Regions from separate parts of the Mus musculus genome. Here all the other regions are linked to region 3. Evidence: chromatin contacts called from public Hi-C and HiChIP or PLAC-seq data. All regions are on one chromosome and are shown on one strand. Each heading gives the region's core, a stretch centred on a gene start, on an enhancer-like site or on the middle of the called end of the contact. The rest is flanking DNA. Distances are from core to core; before and after follow the strand shown.

The links. Hi-C and Micro-C count contacts between places; a contact is called where the count stands out from the background. HiChIP or PLAC-seq counts read pairs in DNA pulled down with a chosen protein or histone mark.
Region 1: a contact with region 3 is called in a Hi-C map of liver, with 2.3 times the contacts expected there. The contact joins two enhancer-like sites. A contact is called at or near these places in 6 of 484 Hi-C or Micro-C datasets (the 3T3-L1 cell line, the AML12 cell line, embryonic fibroblasts and 3 more) and 2 of 9 other capture datasets (adipose tissue and pancreatic islet).
Region 2: an H3K27ac HiChIP or PLAC-seq map of microglia shows a contact between it and region 3, with 3 times the contacts expected there. The contact joins two enhancer-like sites. A contact is called at or near these places in 1 of 484 Hi-C or Micro-C datasets (embryonic fibroblasts), 2 of 115 datasets of contacts at active chromatin or transcription factors (embryonic stem cells and microglia) and 2 of 9 other capture datasets (adipose tissue and pancreatic islet).

The regions. Positions count from the first base shown.
Region 1 is chr1:51,688,130-51,692,648 of GRCm38.p6, forward strand. No RefSeq gene overlaps it. Among named protein-coding and RNA genes, the nearest start is that of Gm31636, 68 kb to the left of the region's middle. Within about 2 kb of position 1,947, at least 40 of the 459 cell types and tissues checked have an H3K27ac peak or open chromatin away from gene starts, as enhancers often do. A contact at or near this core is called in adipose tissue, where this site is marked.
Region 2 is chr1:51,873,956-51,878,240 of GRCm38.p6, forward strand. All of the region lies in intron 2 of Myo1b (myosin IB), which reads right to left. Among named protein-coding and RNA genes, the nearest start is that of Myo1b, 40 kb to the right of the region's middle. Within about 2 kb of position 1,901, at least 12 of the 459 cell types and tissues checked have an H3K27ac peak or open chromatin away from gene starts, as enhancers often do. A contact at or near this core is called in microglia, where this site is marked.
Region 3 is chr1:51,787,019-51,791,347 of GRCm38.p6, forward strand. The region is part of intron 13 of Myo1b (myosin IB); the gene reads right to left. Among named protein-coding and RNA genes, the nearest start is that of Myo1b, 130 kb to the right of the region's middle. Within about 2 kb of position 2,638, at least 66 of the 459 cell types and tissues checked have an H3K27ac peak or open chromatin away from gene starts, as enhancers often do. A contact at or near this core is called in adipose tissue and microglia, where this site is marked.

The DNA of each region.
Region 1 (4,519 bases), core at 697-3,196, 100 kb before region 3:
TACCGTGTCTGCCTGTGTGCTTCCGTGCTCCCTGCCATGCTGATAATGAAATGAGCTAAAAACTCTGAACAATAAGCCAGCCCCAATGAAATGTTTCCCTTTATGAGAGTTTCTGTGGTCGTAGTGTATCTTCACAGCAATAGAAACCCTAAGACAGGGATGCTAAGGAGTAGGTCCAATATACTTCAAAGAGGAAGGAGAGGTAGGACACTAAGGATGTAGAGCACCCAGCTTTCCTCCTCATATGCCTATTTCATCCTTTGCCTCAGGGTTTGGAGTGTCAAGCTAAATTTCAAACAGGGTTTCACTCTAGAGTAACACTTAATGGCAACATGCAAGCCATAGTGAATTGTGTGCACACTCACAAGCACTGAAGCAAGGGGGAGTTTTAAAAGGCAAATGAGGAGAATCACACAAATTGCTTTGATACAAAAAAAAAATCTTGTCTATAGGTATAAATAAAGAAAGGGTGGTTCAAAGTTAAATACCTAGTCCATGGCAAATGTCCTTAGATGAACATTTTTATATGTGAGCTGGGAATGGTTTTGTGCAAGGCTGTGGCTCTGCAAAACCCTTGGTATTTTTTCTTGTTTTCATGCACAGGTGCAGGAGAGACCCTCCTGCTGAGTGTTCTGACTTTATTTGTTTTTTATTTTTTCACAAATGACTTCATTTTGATTCACTTTCCCAGAACTTTCTCTTTCTACCTTAGGGATTCTGTTGGCAATAAACATTTGCATGCGGTGGTGAGAAACAGTTCTGTCCTCTGCTGTGATCCACTGTCTTTGTGGATTGCACAGAGCAGGGAGAGGCCTGTGAATTGGATGGATAGCTCCAGGCTCATCGTCCTTGGAGATTCAGGGTGAATCCCTCCAGATCCAGTCATGGGCCAGGATCACAACGTTAAGCACTACAGTAGACCTTCCACAGGTGTGGGAGGGGCTGAGTGAATATGTGCAAGGGTGAGGTAGGGGATAAGAAAAAGAGTCACATCCAGTCATACAGAGTAGACACACTCAGAAAGTGACCAACAGTGGCAAGATGTAGTCTGGGGAAAGCCCTTGGCTCGCTGCTTCGGTAGGTCAGTAGCCCGGTGTCTCCAGGGGTGCCTGGGAAGTTAGCTGCAGCTGGGCAGCAGATCCAGCAATGTGGAGAACTAGATTCAGAGCAGAGCTATGCAAGCTCATTTAGCACACAGGGCCCTGAAAAGGTTATCCCTGAAAAAGCAGTCCTGTATATTTTCTTTCTTTTCAAATCATGTGTATCTTACTAACCCTAGTCTAACTCCATAAAGAGGGAGACTTGGAAAACAAGGATCTAGGCATAGTCAAGTTGCTAAAGCACAAGCCACCAGAGTCCAGACAGCTGGCAGGCTGAAAAGTTAGGCCTCATGAAGCCCCTCTAGCCATCATGGCCAGCCCAGTTCCAGCTCTGCATGGCTTTACAAGTGCCTCCAGCTCTCCGGCCTTTGTGCTCCCATTTCTTTGCAGAAGAAAATGAAGAATTGTCTATTCACGATGTCATTGATCATCATATTTCCACAACAGTGTCAGTGGCCTGCCATTTAGTGCTCTACTGGACACCAGCAGATGGCTCCTGTGTGCACCCTTAACTGCTTCCGTGCCAGAAACCCTGGACTCAGAGATATCAGTTCAGACCTAGCTGAGCTCGGGATGTCACCTCAAGTGACTTGGCTCGCTTATATGCCTCAGTTTCCCTACAACTTAAAACAATGATGAGGATGCTGCATAAGAAACTTTCTAGTTCAAATATTCCATAACTGGACCTCTGTGGAAACTTTATGTCTGGGGTTGCAAGTCAGCAATTGCCTGGAGAGCAGGAACTTCTGCCAAAGAAAACCTCCAGCGGGTGGAAAAGAAAAGGCATTGGCCGGCCATTCCTTCCCACCAGCAGCACCACATTCCGCCGCTGCCTCAGAATGCTGCTGAGTCACTTACAGGAACAGCCTCCTTTCCCAGCTCCAAGCTGCTGCTGTCTGGGTGCAAGCTGAAGTCTCTGTGGTTGCAAGACACACAAAATCAGAGGGCCAGCAATAAAAATAATAATAATAAAAAATTTAAAATAAAAATAAGAAAGGCAACATGCCTTTCGTAGCTGGTACACTAAGAACTAGTTCCTTCTCCAGAAAGAAAATCGTATTTATGGCTTATGAGATCTCAGGTGTTTCATCTCAAACTCATGGCTTCAGAAGATTCCTTATTTTCCCATTGGGGGAAAAATGTAGATATTTTCATTTTAGTTGTTATTTTCAGTTGTATTCGTGGCTCATTCTGTGGTACTCGAGATTATAGCACATTGCCAAGTGATAGGAACAGGATCCTATCAGTGATATACCCTAATGGCGACCTATACCCTTTGGGCATGTTCCCATTGTTCAATTGTAAGGCACTTTGATGGGCCATGCTTTACCCCAACACGTATGGTCATCTTAGCTCTTTGCTGGGCTGAATCTAATAAAGACTGACAGTCCTCTGTCTAGACTGCTGCACGAGAAGTCAGGGGCAGGGTGATAACCGCACTGCTTGTGGAGTCCTTTGCGCAAGTTGGCCCCTGATGCCTGATTTCAGTTTGAGAGGTTGTATAAACGACAATGTGTAGACTATAAAAGGAGCTTGAAGAGGATCAAAGGTTGACGAGAAATGGAAACACAAGTGACTGTATCTTCTTCAGAGTGAGCGTAGTAGCCTCAGCGAGAGGGTGGTGGCTGCATAGAGCGTCGCTGTCATAATTTTACCATGGAAAATAAAGGGTGAGGCTGATAATAGAGGTGTGATCCTGGGAATCCAAGATGAGGACAGGAGAAGACAGGAATACAGAAGGAAAGGGAGGAGGCACAAGCTGCGCACGGTCTGAAAAATGCACCAAGATGCTCTCCGATGGGAGTTCCTGCTCCGAGCCTGGGACACAGTGTTTCCTCTAAGACATCCCAGGGGAGAGGGTGAGGAGTGGGAAGCTTTATTTCAGAGAATCCATTTCCCTTCCAGCTCCCAAGGGGTGGTGACATTTGAGCTTTCCTTAAAGGCTAGATTGAGGGAGTTAGTGAAAAGCCAGAGTCTGAGGCACGGTCGGTCGATCGATCAATCGATCGACTCCCTACTGCTTGTGCCTGCCAGGCCTGGCTGCAGCTTACCTTCCTCTTCAGTAAAGCTCGTTTATGAGTACAGCTATGGAGCATGACAACAGAAGCAGCAGCACTCTATTAATAAACGAGCAGAAATTCTCGTTCCTCATAGCCTGCCTTTGGTGGACCAGAATGACAATGGTAATACCTATCCCATAGAGTGCCATGCGTCAGGTCTCAGAAAGGACAATCTTGTCCCCGCTCAAGCTGGACCATAGAAAGACTTCTGTAGGGTAGATAAAAACAGTATTCCTCAGAAACTTGTAAAATGTTTCCCATCCACCAAGAGAAGTCATTTTCTTTGCTTCTGGCAGAAGGGACATGGCTCTCCACTGACATATCCCTGTGGTTGCATCTCAAAGCCCATGCTGGCCTCAGGCCCCTTCACAGGTACCCATTACCCCGCCCCCAGCCTTCTGGCCCTTCTCACCTCCTTGTGTACCCTGAACTCCCAGGCCTGCTCCAGTGCACAGGTTTCCCTCCCCAACAGCTACTCATCCTCCTTATAACCTACCTATCTCTGCCAATTCCTCTCCATTCCTCTTTTCCCACTGATAGCCCAGTCATGTCCAGTCTGCTTCTTTTTCTTTCTTCACTAGACTCTCCCAGATGACTCTGGGTGTTTTCTTTTCTTTTCTTTCTTTTTTTTTCTTCTTATTCCCAATTTAATAAACCTTTCCCCCAGTCTTGGAGCAGCTACTTAGGTTTTTTCTTTACTATGAACCTCGCATACATGGTGAAGATAAAGGAGTAATATGCCAAATTCACAAACTAATGATGCATTTAATAAATGTTTAACAAATGCTGGTTGTTATTATTTACTGGGTAAGAAAAGTTGAAGGCATTGGCATCAAAAGTAGGAAAGAATTTAGTGATCTAGAAAATAACAAGCAGTTAATTGAAGGAGGGATTGAGGAAATCCTGGGGGTAGCAAAGGTGAACAGCAAGGTACATGGGTTATTGACAAGTGTTCCTGACCACATAGCCTGCTTATCTCAAGAGGCAGCAGGATTCAGGCTTTGGAGTTTGAATCTCAGATCAGTTACTCAGGAATTTGCTTAACATGTGCTCTTCAAAAAGTAACATTAGGGTTTCATTGCTGTGAGGAACATGACCAAGGTAACTCTAATAAAGGACAATATTTAACTCGGGCTGGCTTACAGTTTCAGAGGTTCAGTCCATTATCATCATGGTGGGAAGCATGGCAGCAGTGCAGGCAGATACGGTGCTGGAGGAGCCAAGAGTTCTACGTCTTGATCCAAAGGCAGCCAGGAAGAGACTGATTCTTCCGCAGTGAGCAGAGACTGAACTCTAGGACCCTCAATACCCGCCTACACATTGACGCACTTCCTCCAACAAAGGCAAGCTTCCTAATAG
Region 2 (4,285 bases), core at 651-3,150, 86 kb after region 3:
TTGGTCTTACAGAGGACCTGAAAGAGGACCTGGCACAATCTTCTGGTCTCTAGGGCACCAACACACATGGTGTACACATTTGCAGAGGTATACATACCATATCCATGAAATTTTTAAATATGTGTGTGTGTGTGTGTGTGTGTGTGTGTGTGTGTGTGTATTAAAGAAAAATCTTTATTTTGGTAACTTTCTCAACAGCAATGGTTACTGTTAGAATTCTTGCTTTTCCACAGGCAGGAGGCTTCAACCTGAGGGTTGCTCTACAACAAAACTACCCAACCAGTAACTAAGACCTGAGTTCTTAGAAGGGGTGGTGTGGATGGAGATGGATAAAGATGGACAAGGGAGAGAGGAAAGGAGGGGGGGAGGGGGAGGAATCAGTCTCTAGAGTTTCCAGGCAGGCATTGCAAGAGCAGTTCTGAAGTCACAAGTCACTGAGAGGCAAAGGGTCAGATGACGAACATGCTTAGATGTGAACCCACACCATCAGCAGGCATCTGAGCTCTCCACTCAGGGCTCTCCATCATACTCCCTTGGTTGTGCTTTAATCTATTTGGAGTGTTGTATAAAGCTGGCTCCACATTTTCCTGTAAATCTTCAGTCTTGTGTAAATCGAGGCACATTTTTAGCTTCTCCCTACCCCAGTTTCCTCCTGTATACAGAGGGACTACTACTAATTCCCCCTTGAAAATCTGAGGATTAAATGAAACTACATATCAAAGCACCAAGACCACAGCAAGTATTCTATAAACAGTACCTATTTATGGTGGTATAAACTCCACATGGCTCCACTGGAATCTACTGACCACTGTACAACAGCCAAGTCAGGACTCCAAGCCCTAAACCTCAGCAAAATTCACCCAGTAGTCCTATAATGCTAAAGTCATGAAGACTTTTTCAAAATGGTCTTTGTATACAGGAAATGGCTGCGTTACCAGGCGAGCATGGGAGATAAGTCTAGCGAAACTAATACTAAGATGACAGCAAAAAAAAAAAAAAAAAACAGTCCTTGGAATTCTCAGGAACAAGAACCACTCACTTCATCATGAGGGATCCTTTCTCCTCTGGGGTCTTGGACCCTGGGAATTTGATCACAGGACACAAACTATTATGCACCACATGCTATGAAATGGACATCTGTAAGACTTCCCCAATGGTCTTGAAGGGATACTTTGTTTTTAGTGGTTTTATTAGGAGGCACAGTGTGATCTACCAAATGTTTTGATTGTTCTTTATTTCATTCAAAACTGTGCAAAATGATGTAAGTCAAAATTATAAATGTGAGGTCAAGAACAGATTTCAGTACCTTTCTGGTACAACAAAAAATGTCATCCAATGTATGTATCTGACAGCTCTACTCTCAGAAACATATTTGTGATATATATATATGTGTGTGGTTTTTTATGCATGAGGTACTACACACACACACATACCACATCACTAATAATGCCCTCTTTTTACACATGAATTAACTGGAGAGAGACACAGGCTGAAAATGTACCCAAGGTCTCACAGCAGTGGTAGCCTCACACTGACTTCCTTGATGCTACGACAGCTGTGAACTGGTGCGCACACACCTGGTACACACACAGCCCCATCTGCACCTATCACAACGCTTCAGGAAAATCAGGACACAAGAGACTGGTTATGTGCCCAGTTCGCCGCCCGCCCATACTTTCTTCTTCTAAACTGTTCTATGCACTCACAGCAGCCAGTCAGCTTCACAGACTCCTCAAAGCCTGCTTCCTCACCGCCTTCATGATCCCTCAGAACCTCGCACACCACATCCTGCTTGTTGTTTTTAAGTTTCCAGTATTTCTCAGTTCACTATTTTATCCAGTGCCTTAAGTCACCAGCCTCAGATTAGATGTCTACAAATAAACTAAGAGGCCTGCAGACTGTGCCTGCAGATGACATCCAGGCCTGCTGGCCTAGCCTACCATCACATCATGATCTTTCATTCCTGGGCTGTCAGTCATTTCAGACTATAAATTAAAGAACTATATATGAGTCTCATGCCACATTTAAATACCAGCTAAAAATATCAGCTCGGGCTGCCTTTAATTTAGAGCAGGACAACACCCCACTGCCGTATCATCGCTGAGACAGATTCTGAAAGGGGGCGGGATCTTCCAAATATATACTGTTCTCCAGACCCAATAAAGCCCATCGCAAGGGTTTATGTGGCCCCGGTGGTTAGGTTCCCTTCTTGCCACGAGTCCTGAAAACAGTATTGTGTGGCTAACTGGAAACAGGAATACAGTGAAAATAAATCTGTACGATGAAGACAAAAGCAAGAGCAAGTAGGGAAGACAGAGGTTGGAAAGAAGAGAAAGAGGCTACTCGGCTGGGGTGTGTTCCCCAAATCTGCATGCTGGAAACTGGACCTCAAATGTGGTCAAGTTGGAGGAACCTTTAAGGGTGGGGCACCACCCTCAGAAGAGATTCATGTAGTTCCCACAGGATGCAAGTGGAGACGGTTACAAAAAGTACAACCTAGCCCCAGAGTCCCCTGTCTTCTGCCTCACCAAGTGGTCACTGGTATTTGCATACAGACCGTCCCTCTTCTGTTTCTCCACCATGTGTGATACAGTCTGAAGCTCTCACCAGGACAATGATGTCATGCTGTCAATGATGTTGCTGAACCATCAGCAACATTTGTCAAATACATCTTAATCACAAACAAACAAACAAACAAACAAAATACCTCTAAAACAAAACAACAAATAAAAACAACACAGTGTTCAGTTACAACAGAAGAAAATGGAAATACAATCCCACCACCTACAATATATCCCACTCCTACTATGTGTCAGTCATCCGTGCAGGAACCCAGTGAGATCATTATCAAAATACCCATTTCATAGATGAAAGAACTCAGTCTTGGGCAATGGTACAGATGGCTGTGCGTGACGAAGAATAAAAACTGCCATTAAAATTCATCTGCTCTGTAGATAAAGAAGGAGATTTGGGTCTAACTGACCTGGCCCCATGTGTGCTGAGCCAAATGCCTTCTTCTTCTAACCTTGTGTTCATAGAGCAGAAGGACTATGAGGAGCCGCCGGTCACTTGCAGGCCACATAATATGATGAACAACACTCTTTCCTTGAGATGTTCTAGGCTTAGTTTTGTTTTGGTTTTTTTGTTTTGTTTTGTTTTGTTTTGCTTGGGGGCGGGGGAGGGGAGAACTCAGTTATCTTCTTATGTCTCCCTGCTTTGACGTATAGGGACCATGGCATGATAACCTGTGACTTGAGAACCTGGTGTACCTATCCCATATCTGTTAAGTTCATGTCACTGCACCACTGAGTGCTCTGTCAATATATGGCAAGAACACTGATTATCAAACCCACGATTCCGCTAGGTCACTTGGAAACTGCTTCCTTTCAAAGCCTACACAAATTTCTATTTCCTATATAACTACTTAGGAAACTAAACAGGCTTCCATATTACTGAAGTCATTGATATTCATGTAAGGTCAACAGAGCCATCATTTGCAAATGACCTTGACCTCCAGCATTGAATTTCCTGGATATAAATCCCAGCTCCATTTTATACTCACAGAGTGAGCATGGAACAGACACTGGGCCTCCCTAAGAATGTTTTGTCATATGTAAAATGAAAATGTTACAGCACACAAGACTCTCTAAGACCTAAATGAACTAAAACATAAAGGGTCTAAAGTATTCATAGTGGTTTTGGACTTTTTCCAGGTCTCATAGACAAAAAGTGGCAGAGCCAGACCTCAAGTCAGGCCTCTGCTCCAGGGTGCCCGCCCATCAAACTGCTTCCAACATAGGTCTTTTCTGATGTCGTCATGTCCTTCAAATCTAACTACAGATGTAGCTTCAACCAGAATACTTGAGTTAAATGATTATAAATACTTATAATATTACACAAATATTGCAAGAACAATATAGAACCTGCAACCTGAAATAACTAAGACTGGCAGATAACAGACAACTGTGTATCGGCCCAGTTACCTTGGGTTTTATGAAAGTGTGGACAGATTAAAAACTGACACATTATTGTCAAAACTGTCTGTCTTCCTGAAGCATGCAAGCGATGGACTGTCCTCAAAATCAGATACAACATTCCTCTACACCTCACAACTGAAGTTCCTGGCTCTATCTAGGCTTCAGTGTTGTGTTGACATCCAAATTCCCAACTGCACACACAATTTACTCTCCACGTTTCCCAGGAGCCAGCCACCCACCCACACTGCAGTCTAGGCATGCACAAGAGCAGGTCTGGGTGGGCTCTCCCGTCCCTTCCCTACTTGGTG
Region 3 (4,329 bases), core at 1,388-3,887:
GCCCAAAGTTTTAGGGCTTCAGAGTCCAGCATTTCTTAATTCAGTGTAACATCAGTGTAAAGAAAACGTACATTGTATGGTTAAGGTCTATATCTAACCCAAAGAGTAGGGGACAAAGGCATTCGGAAGATCACAGAAGAGTGACAAACCCTTCAAGTTCCAGAAGAACCTCCCATCCATGATCTGCTTGTGTGTGCTCTGTGGACTCATGCCAGCCTCCTTGTTTAAAACCACTTCAGATGGCAAGGCGACAGTATCCACCTAGAGATGGTCTAAGAACAAAAACTGACCTCTCTAATGATAAAAATCACCTTCCCAAGCCCCCAAACAAAACTAGACTACCCAACCATCAAAGCGGAAATTAAATTACTTTCCCACATTGAAATCAGCATCTACTGCAATGGAATTCTATACATTCCAAGGATTTATTCAAAGAAGTCCATTCAGGGCTTGTATTGAATGATCCCCTCCAGTGAAGCTCTGTCCAGACAGCTGTGGGGAAGACAGGAAAGCAAAAGGTTCCATACTACCTCACAGTGTGTCCTGACTGTATACAGGGGAGCAAGCACCCTCTGTATAGGGGTAGAACAAACTAGCACTTTAAACACTAGGGCTTCTTAAAAAGTCTTGTAGACTCTGAGACCGTTTGACTGTGCTCACAGCACGATTCACAGCTACTTTCTGCTCTCCAGTATCAACCACAACTGTTCCATGCAGCATGTTTTTGAAAGACATGTCCGGAGATATTGGCCAATTACACTATATTCTTTGCAACAGAGGCAGTTAAGGCTAGCTTGTATTTCTAAAGGCAATTATGTAATTATAAAAAGTTGTAATCTTTATAAATAATAAATAGTAAAATTAAGAGGTAAATGAAGGAGACAACTTCATACCTGAATATTAAGGATAGGGAGATGGTATATTTTACAGACAGACATTATGTTCTGAAAACCAGGCAGTTCAACTATAAAGGCCATGATTTGTTCAAGCCAAGTGTGCCATTAATGATATACACTGTCAATGTTTTTTACAGGTCTGCTCCTCCCTCCATCTGAGGACAAACATTTGGCATTTGGATGTAATGTATTCGGTGAGGTTTTATCTTCATATAATGAAGGCATGACACATGAAATGCTTCATTTATAGATAAACCCACAGCCTTGTGGGTGCACTTTAGAGACCTGGGAAGGACATACCACTGCTGTAAATGTGTCCTAGCAATGGCATCCTTGTTGGAAAGCCTCAGGCAGCCCCCAAGTATCACCAAAAGGATCACCATTTTGACAGAAGGGAATGTATTTATTCACAATTGTTTTTTAAAGCCACTATCCCCAGAAAAAAAGCCTCCAAAGCAATAATTACTTCTTAAAAACTGAACAGCAGGGAAAAAAACTTTAAAATGTATAAGAAAAATATTTAATATTAGCCATTATTAGCTAATTTAGCTATTTCACCCTTCTAAACATCAACAAAACTGAGTCATTAACAAATTTTCCTTCATCTATGTAACATTTTTTTTCTAGGTAGATAACAATCAAATACAGTAAGCTTAAGGAAAAACAATTTAGGAACACAGTTTCTTAAATATTTTTAAGTAAACTATGATTTTTAAAAACTATAACCCATCATATTCATATCTAATTCACAGTCACTTTTTCATTTTTAAATCCGCTTCACCTTCTTCCTCAATTATATGTTCTCTAGCACAGAGGCCAACTAGAATAGAAGGTACTGACTATAGCCAGAATTAATTGGAAACCACGTTCTATAACCACGATAGGGCAAGGGGTACAATTAACTTAGCCCTTGGCCTGGATGAGAATATTTCAGCTGTACAGGATGTGACATGGCCAGAAACTGAGGCCTCTAGGTTCTAGTGAATGTTACTGTTTAATTAAGTTTTTCCAGTAAACTAACTGCCAATTTAATAACTTCCTTCCAGATAAGCCTAAGGAAGATTTCACATTGTTCAATTTGCTTTCCAGTGTAATATAATTTTTTTTAAGTAATAGCACTTACTTCTTTTTTTCCCTCCATTTTATTAGTTCTTTTGAGGATACCTTGTATGAACCAGGCATTTTGATAATATACACCCCTCCTCCCCCTCCTCTCTTCTCCCTGGCTAGCCCACTTTTTCTTTAATTGGACAAATTATAAAAATGTCTCAGAAATCAAAGACCAAATTCTGAGTTAAAACAATGTTCAGACGTAACTGTGCGGGGCATCTGGATGCGATTTTCTTCCTTCGGAACGTGGATTTCCTATCCCACCAGAGCGTGGAGCTGCAATGTTTTCTTCCTTTGCGCTTCACCTTTCTCCATTTATGCTCTGTTAATCTGTTTTACACACTGACATCAGACCACATGCAGCCAGCAAGGCAAACTTATCCACTCCTGGCACGAAGTGCTTGTCAGGAAATCCATGTGTCATCATCCCAAGGCTTAATGCCCCCACTTCCCCCTCTGGTTAGAGAGGAACCAGAGAGATGAAAGGCTTCTACCAGCTCAGCTGAAAAGTGCATCCATGGCGACTGACAGGGTAGTCACGGAGGCAAAACTGGGCAGTTAGGCAATGCTCTGGACCTTACTGCACACTTTTAAAGCAAAGCACACAGTGCTCTAAAAGGCAGAATCTTTCACTTCCTGTGGTCAGTTTTGACAAAGAACCACTCATTTTGCACTGATATGAATCATGAATACTTTGTTTACACTTATTCTTCCCACCGAAGCTTCCAGTACTCTTAAATTCTTAGTTGGGTTTTCTGTGGTTAATACTGACATTTTTCATATGTAACACAATATTGCTGAAAATCTGAGAAAGCTTAGGCAAGTATCAGAGAAAGGTTTGTGAATAACTTATTAAGAGAAAAAAGAGAACATTTATAATGTAAGATAAAAAATAGACAAAAATATCTAAAATTACCAGCCAAATTTTCATTTTAAATGCATCCAAATAAACATATTTATAAAATAAAGATACATGATTAAAATCATGCTAGCAGATGATTAAACTGAGAGATTTAGACAGAAAAATAGTGAAAAATATTAAGTACAATGCACAGATCCTGCCTCTCTCAAGGAATAGGAATGGAAATAGAAAACAAAGCAAATGGGTGCAGCGAGACAGCCTATAGCACTGGCACCTGAGAGACAGAGGCAGGTAGAACTCTGTAAACTGAGATTAGCCAGCTCTACATGGACAGTTCCAGGCCAGCCAGGAATCAAACTCAGCCCACCAGATCTTGGTGGCAGCTATGCGGTGGCAGCTATGCTATACTGATAGCCTGTTTTTTAAATACACTCATCCACTCCGCATCTATTAATTAAAGGGGTCATCTATACAAAGGTCTTATTTAAAAATTGTACCTATGACTATCTTCTTTTTTAATATTTATTTATTAATTATAAGTGCACTCACTGTAGCTGTCTTCAACCAGAAGAGGGTATCAGATCTCATTACAGATGGTTGTGAGCCACCATATGGGTGCTGGGATTTGAACTCAGGACTTCTGGAAGAACAGTCAGTGCTCTTAACTGCTGAACCATCTCTCTAGCCCATCACTATCCTCTTAATCATAAGATATTTCTGGCTTTTTGAGCTCATAATGCTTAATTTTTAAAAATGCATTTATTTCATTGAAAAGAAAAATGAACTCAATGATCTTATATGGCTGTGATAGTTTTGATTGTCAACTTTACACAATTTAGAATTACCGGGAAAGGAAATTCAACAAGGGATTGTCTACATTAGTTTGCTCTGTGAGCATGACTGTGGAAGATACCATGACTATGTTAATCATGGTGGGAGGGCCTGTACACTATGGGTGGTACCATTCCCTAGGCAGAAGATTCTGAGCTGTTAAAGAGAAAGCAAATTGAGCACTGTCAAGAATTCATTGTTCTCTACTCTTGACTGTGGATGTTCTGTGACTAAATTCTTCAAGTTCTTGCTACCTTGACTTCCTCATCATGATGATGGGCTACAACCTGGAATCACAAGTCAAATAAAATTTTTTCTCTCTTAAGTTGCTTTTATCAGGGTATGTTGTCACAGCAACAGAAAAGGAAGCTAAGACAGTGACTGACAATTTGCTGTGGGTATAACTTAATGGATTTACTCACTCAGATACTTTTGTTTAAAGAGTGCACTCATAACATGAGCTCCAGGTATGTTATAGAGCTCCAGGTCAGTAACAAATCTGTCTATACGATTTGGGCTCAACCTTGACTGTACAGTGGAGTCACTAGGGAACTGTAGAAATACTGCTGCCAGGTCCTATGCTAGTGATTCTGGTTTGTTATCTAGTACAATCTAAACATAGGAAATCTT